Linked DNA regions of Macaca mulatta: region 1 is linked to region 2. The links are chromatin contacts, called in public Hi-C maps. All regions are on one chromosome and are shown on one strand. Each heading gives the region's core, a stretch centred on a gene start, on an enhancer-like site or on the middle of the called end of the contact. The rest is flanking DNA. Distances are from core to core; before and after follow the strand shown.

Region 1 (3,315 bases), core at 266-2,765, 160 kb before region 2:
TATAGGCTTGAGCCACCACACCCGGCCGAGAGCTCTTTCCTTTAGTCCACCCAGTGGCCCCACCTCTTTTCTGCCTGCTGTCTCTGTGTCTTGCTCAAGTTGTTCCATTTTTCCGATGCACTTTCCCTCCCCAGAGTTTGTTTCCTTCAGGATTAAGCTGACCCACAAAGATGGTCTTGCTCACTCAGTCCAAAATGTTCTTTATTTCTTCTGAATTCCTCTAGCGTTTACAGTCAAGATCCCACACCCTCTGACTACCGCTAATAGAATCCGCTGGGTTCTTACCGTTGTAAAGACTGTTTCAATCACTCCTGAAAATAACTTGGAGAGAGATATGTCCACCTGTTCTCGCCAGTGAGGAAACTGAGGCTCACAAGGTGAACACCTCAGAATTGCGTCTGGGATTTGGTTCTGAAGACCACATCCTCACTCCTCACTGTGCTAGATTCTCTTGTATTTGTTTCTTTTTGTCTCCCAATAGGATTTAATGGCACAGATCATTTATTGTGCTGTTTTGTTGCTTTTCCAATGGGCCTAGCTAAGGACTGAGAACACGATATTCATTTGATAAACACTCACTGATTTTGACTTCTGACTTCCAGACTTAATTATATTGTGACCCCCAAAAGAGGTAGGCAATTTATGTAAGCAGTGGTCACCAAAATTATTTAATCTGATAAATAACAGATAATAGTCAGCACCACGCCAAAGTGACCAGTGATATCCAGGTGACAAACTGCCTAATCTTGGCTGTCTCCTTCCTTTTCCTCCTTAAAAATAAGAAAACCAAGGTAAAACGCCCAAGAGCTCATTGCTATTCTGAAATCATTTTGCTTCCAACTCTTATTTAAATCATCTCAGGGGTTTTGTTGACATTATCTGCCAAAGATTGTAATTCATCTTTCCAAAAGGAGAGAAGCATCAGCCCATCAAACAATGCCCTCCCTTCTATAGACAGCTGAGGTCTGAGGTTCCCTCCCGACTGCCAGGGCTAGTGCTTGCTACCAGGCCAGCTGCCTGCACAGGGCCCCTGGATGCATTTCTAAAGGGTCATATTTACAGTGTCGGATGGCTGGGCACTGTGGAGCTTAATGGGATTCTTAATAAAGGCAGCCTTCATTAAGACGGGAGTACAGGCAAGGTGCCCTTGCTTTTGAGGAAAGCACGACCCAGTGCAAGACGGATGCTCCCCCTTGGCTTGGAAATCACACGGGTCAAGTGCCTTGTCATGCATTAACAGCCTTTTAAGTTCCTAGGCAGATTAAAAGGAGCGGTGTAGATAAATGAAAGAAGAGGAATCATGCGATCTGTCTTGGTAGCATAAACATTGAGACACAGCAGCTGCATTTAAACATAGCAATTTGCTAAATGAGTGGTTGGCGACTTTCCAGATGGCCAGGGTGACATAGGGCTTGGATGAATCCTTTATTCAATCATGCATCTGTCTAGACAGAGACATTGAAGGCCAGGTTACAGCCACTGCAGCAGTGGCAGCAGCGGCAGCAGCTTTGAAACCCTTATATAAAACATGCTCAGTATTGCCTGTGAGGCAGCTTGGCCACAGATCAGCTGGAGAGGGTGCGGCGGCATGGTGTGCGTGCAGCCTCCAGGAATGCCGTCTTCTCAGCTGAATGACGGCCGGCTTGGACCAGGGGCTCTCTCTGTGCCCATCTTCCTACTGTGTCACTTCACACACCGACCCGAAGAGATGGGTGGCTGACCTTAGGGGGCTAAGAGCAGTATCAGAGTAGAAAGCAGCAATACTGGTTGTGTTTTATGTCCCTTTTTTTAAATGTGCACTTTAAAATCATTTCACATGTGTTTTATCTTGATTTTTCTAGTTGATTTAAAAATTCCCTAAGTAGATACAAATGTATGCTTAGCTTTCAGCCATGACCCTACTGTGCCTTCCCTTTTCCCTACTCCTAGCATTCAATTCAGTCTTGGATTGAGGACTTTGTTAGAGATGATATCCTGAAGTTAGTGGCTGTAGAGGCTAGTGGGTAGACCAGATGACCACTCAGCCCCAGTTCAACTGACTGATTTAAACCAAGTCATAAACTGGAGGCACCTGATGGGCCTTTGGCCTGACTCTAATAAAACAGGCAGCCAGAGGTTTGGCTGGGCTGCAACAGGGACTTACGGGAAAGGCAGCTCTACTGGTTGGTTTCCCTCTGGCAAGTTGTATCTCCAAGCCTATTTTATTTTTATTCTTTTATTAAAAGGTTTCCATAGGCAAGGGTTTCACTGTGTTTTCCAGCAGCCATTCGAGTGTTGTTACTGGAACGTTCTAATCGGTTAGTAAGCAGCTCTGCCCCGCCCCACCCCTGGAACCCTCAGGGCCAGCCACGATTCTTCGCCCTCCACACAGAGCAGCAGCTTCCCTTTACTTCTGACTCATGAGGAGCATTTTAACCTGATGAATCACCAGCAGCACTTCCTGTGACATTCTGGGGAAAACTACAGTTTGCTTAGGAAGGACTCTGAAACACTTCACTTGCTGCGGTGTTTGATCTGCACGGGGTGGAAAAATTTCAGTTCTGCTCTGTGTGGACACACCGAAGCCTTCTCACCAACAGCTCCTGGAAGTCTGCTATCATCAGGGCTGGGTCTACTCCACAGTCAGCCTGAAATGAACGAATTAAATGAACAAGGCTGTCCCCGGGAGGATACAGCATGTCCCCCCACTGATCTCACGCAGATGTCACTCCCTTTGGAACTGTTCTACTCATTTGAGCCACAAAGCACAGAGAATTATCTCAGAGATGATGTTCTCAATTCTCCCAAAGGTGGTACCTCACCAGCGCCATTCTTCAGGTATAGATAAGAAACAAATCCATACATATGAGAAATGCTTTAGGGTGTGATCGGCCTAGACTTTATCAGTGGAGGGCTTTGACAGCAAGAGTCCAGGCAAGGGTAGGGGAGTTGCCCAACTACCTAAGTTATGCCACAAGGTGAGAACAGTGAAGTCACTGAGCACTGGAACAGTTCCAAATTCATTCAAGTCCTGGCAATGAGGAAACAGCTCAGAAAGGGTAGAAAAGTCAGTGTTTTAACCTTCTACAGAAACAGTTCTCTTAGTATGTCGAATGTAATGCAGATGAATATTATCGAAAGATCTTCAACTGCATGATCTAGGGCCAGGTATGACAAATCTAAAGCTGCCCCAAGGACAGTCACGCACCTTTGTGGCATGTGGTGACAAACCAAGTTCCCCTGGCCGTTGTCAGCTATTGCAGAGGTGGCTTTCCTTATGCTGAGTATGACTGGGCTCCTGATTGCCAGGATACATGGCAATTAAGAAGCGTGCAA
Region 2 (3,442 bases), core at 637-3,136:
ACCTCCACGGGGGCAGCAGTAGGCTAGACAGGCCTGCCTTCCTCTGGGCTTGATACTGCAGGCATCTCTGCTTCAGACTACAATCATCTACCCAAAGCCTTTTCATCTTTTCACTGAGGAAAACAAGAAAACCAGATCCCTTCTGAAAACACTTGCAGAAAAAGAAAAAAAGAAAGAAAGCAAATGCACAGTTTTTATTGTGCTTTGTTGTTTCATACGGTCTCAATAGAGGCAAGTAACAATAGATGATATATTTACCTAGAATGGGTTTCCAATAAAATGGGGAGAAAAGGCTTAGGGAGTTCTTATTTTGTGATTTGTTTAAAAAAACAAAAAAGCTCAAGCCTCAGCCCCAGTCTCTATTGAAAAAAAAAGGAAAAAAAAATCAGAAAAGAGGAACTTGTTGGGAAGTGGAGTGAATGCTGGCTTCCCCCAGGCCCACTCAACCCCATCACCATGGAGACTCCTGAAGGTTCCAGGAATGACTCACGGGATTCGCTGGCGAAGCCTTTGAAATGGAAGCAGCACCGGAGCACAAAGACGAACTTAGTCTGCAGCCCTTGAAGACCGTGCCTTTGCCTCCTGACTGACAGCCTCGGATGTGGATGGCAGGCTACAGAGAAGGTGCCCTTCCCTTCTTCCAGGTCCTCATGACTTGGGGGCATTTTGCTCATGAGAGCAAAGGTCAAAAAATGGTTTTGCCTTGGATTGGCTCTTGCCCCACTATTGGAGAAATATTGATGTAAACCCTTGCACCCCACCCCCCGAGTGTGAATACTTCAAAGGGGAGGCCAGGGGCCCTTGGGATTAGAGAGAGGGTGGTTTTCAGAAGCACTGGGCTGGAAAAAGGTGTGGGGGAGCTATGGGCCAAGTTTTTTCTTGGGCAGCTGAAATGTATTCCCCTGGCTGTCCCTCTGGCTACATAAAACTGGCTCACATTAGGTTCCTTCAAAACTCAAGAATGCAGGCTGTTATAAACTGGCTTTGGGTTTCATCTCTGCTGTAGCAAGGCTCTACATTCAGAGAGCCACCAGAAGACTCCTTCAGAGTTTTATCTGCTGAATGTCTGTAAATCATAGCTGGCAATTTGTGGAACAGGGAGAGCACCCTGCCCGCGGCTGCACGGAGCTCCTGCCCCTGAGAATTCACACGGGTGGAGCACAGGCATGGCCGGTGCCCTCCCAGAGAAGCCCCCTTGCTGAATATCTGAGGTGCCTCTTTCCCAAGGGCCTCGACGATGCAGCAGGGCTTCTGACAGGGAGTCCACACAAATGTCAAAGTTTCTGGGCACAGCAGGCACCCTGGGAGGCATGCCAGCACCCCCAAGTGCCAGCTGCCATTGCTAACCCAGAGCACCCGGTGTCCTCCCGTCAGGAAGCTCGGCCCAGGCTCAGATGCGGGGTCAGGTGGGGCTGCCGACCCACTCACCCGGCACTGCCACGCTCAGCAGCCACTGTGGAAAACCTAAGGAGGAAGAGAAACTTCCCTGGTCCGGCCCAGTCCTTGTCTCAGACTCAACAGCGCTGAGTCCAAAACTCGAGGGAGTTTGCCAGGGTTGCCTCCATAACACTTTTCTAAAACAGAAGCTCACCAGAATTCCCTCCTCCAAAATGCATAGAAAATACCCTTCTTTCCCTCCAAAGGGAGAACCACCGTGAAGATGCGTATTCTCTCCTTCCCTGCCCTAAATATACATCCTGGTGACTGCAGACCTGCTTCACCACGAAAACAAATAAGAAATAAAGGTCTGAGCAAAGCTGCAGTCGCCTCCTCTCAACTATTTATTCTGATTTCTCGACAAGTGAGTTAATTGGATGGGCCCTGTGACAGACATTCCATACTAAAATTCATAGCTTTCTGCCAAAACAACATATTGTGCGCTGCTATATTTTCCTTGTTGGAACTTGGCGCTGACGTGGGTCCCGAGCAGTTTCATGCGGGAGTGGGGAGACTGAAGGCACTGAAACAAAGGCGGCACCCGCTGAGGCTCCCAGCCGGCCTGTCCTCCGTTCTCTGCAGCAGCACCTGTTCCTTGGCTTTTTTATTGTTACTTGGGCTTTGCAAGGTTCAAGTTCAAAGGGAGCCTCAGGAGTGAAGAAACAGATGCCGGGTTTGAGGCCACACCAGCTGGGGCCTCCCTGCAGCCTGGGAAGGGTTTGGGCTGTCTGGCAGCCTTGGTGGGCCCAGCTGCCCCGCGCAGGCCCGTCTTCTCTGCGGAGCCCTGTCCCGTGCCCCAGTCCCCATGCGCAGGTCCCTGCGGGGAGGTCCCGTTGCCCCAAGGGAAGGACCGGGCCGGTGTAGGCTTAGGGCCGCGGAGCACACACTCGCCTGCCCTGAGCGGCCCAGCTGCTGCCACCATCGCTGTCCTGCACGTTCCTTTCCCTTTCAGCAAACGTCAGCAGCTTCCTCCTCTGATGCAGGGATATTCCCCCTCTGAAATAGCGCTGTCTTCATTTTCCAGGAATTTCTACCCGTCTCGGTTCCCTCCATCCACCCGCCAGGGCCCAGCATCCACCATCCCTCTGCGTCCTAGGCCTTTTCTCCTGAGATTCAAGGAGCACCATGCCGACACGCCCAGGCCCCTGCTGTCCTCTCAGGACGGGGGGTCAGCCTTCACACCTTCTCCACTCTGTAGCCATGTCGTGGGCCTTAAACAGGTAGAGAGAGAGGTGGGCCTTTGCTCCCCACGTCAGTCCCCAGAATGCTCATCAGTCAGCAAGCAGGCACCAGCTCCCAGTGCAGCTTCACTACCCCACAACCATCGCCCTGCCAGAGCCACGGACTCCCTCCAGAAAGCCTCCAATAAGTAGCTCGGTGCCCCTGATTCCACCTCACAGAGCCCTGACTCCACCCAACAGAACCCCGGACTCCACCCACAAAGCTCTGACTCCACCCACAGAGCCATGACTTCACCCCAGAGAGCCTTGACTGCACCCCACCGAGCCCTGACTTCACTTAACATAACCCTGACTCCACCCAACAGAACCCCTGACTCCACCCACAAAGCCCTGACTCCACCACCAGAGCTCTGTCTCCACCCACAGAATGCCTGACTCCACCCAACAGAGCCCTGACTCCACCTCACAGAGCCCTGACTCCACCCAACAGAACCCCTGACTCCACCCACAAAGCTCTGACTCCACCCCACCAGAGCTCCTGACTCCACCCAACAGATTTTTGACTCCACCCACAGCCCTGACTCCTCCCCAAAGAGCTCCTGACTCCACCCACAGAGCCCCTGACCACCCCACAGAATCCCTGACTTCAACCCCACAGTGGCCCCTGAAGCTCAATCCCTTGTAGGACAAGGAGTTATGTGAGCTCCTCACCCCTGTGCTGTCACTGTTTCCCTAATGGCTTCCCTTAGATGACCTCACATAGCATGCGTCACAAACTGAAGGAGCAGAGTAGCATCCTCTCCATTCCAGAGGCAACCGCAGTG

Evidence for each region. Hi-C and Micro-C count contacts between places; a contact is called where the count stands out from the background.
Region 1: a contact with region 2 is called in a Hi-C map of fetal cortical plate, with 2.4 times the contacts expected there. The contact joins two enhancer-like sites. A contact is called at or near these places in 3 of 14 Hi-C or Micro-C datasets (fetal cortex germinal zone, fetal cortical plate and liver).

Annotation. Positions count from the first base shown.
Region 1 is chr17:10,871,586-10,874,900 of T2T-MMU8v2.0, reverse strand. No RefSeq gene overlaps it. Among named protein-coding and RNA genes, the nearest start is that of TEX26, 100 kb to the right of the region's middle. Within about 2 kb of position 1,515, at least 18 of the 40 cell types and tissues checked have an H3K27ac peak or open chromatin away from gene starts, as enhancers often do. A contact at or near this core is called in fetal cortical plate, where this site is marked.
Region 2 is chr17:10,712,000-10,715,441 of T2T-MMU8v2.0, reverse strand. The region is part of intron 2 of LOC144336244 (a long non-coding RNA gene); the gene reads right to left. Among named protein-coding and RNA genes, the nearest start is that of MEDAG, 32 kb to the left of the region's middle. Within about 2 kb of position 1,886, at least 13 of the 40 cell types and tissues checked have an H3K27ac peak or open chromatin away from gene starts, as enhancers often do. A contact at or near this core is called in fetal cortical plate, where this site is marked.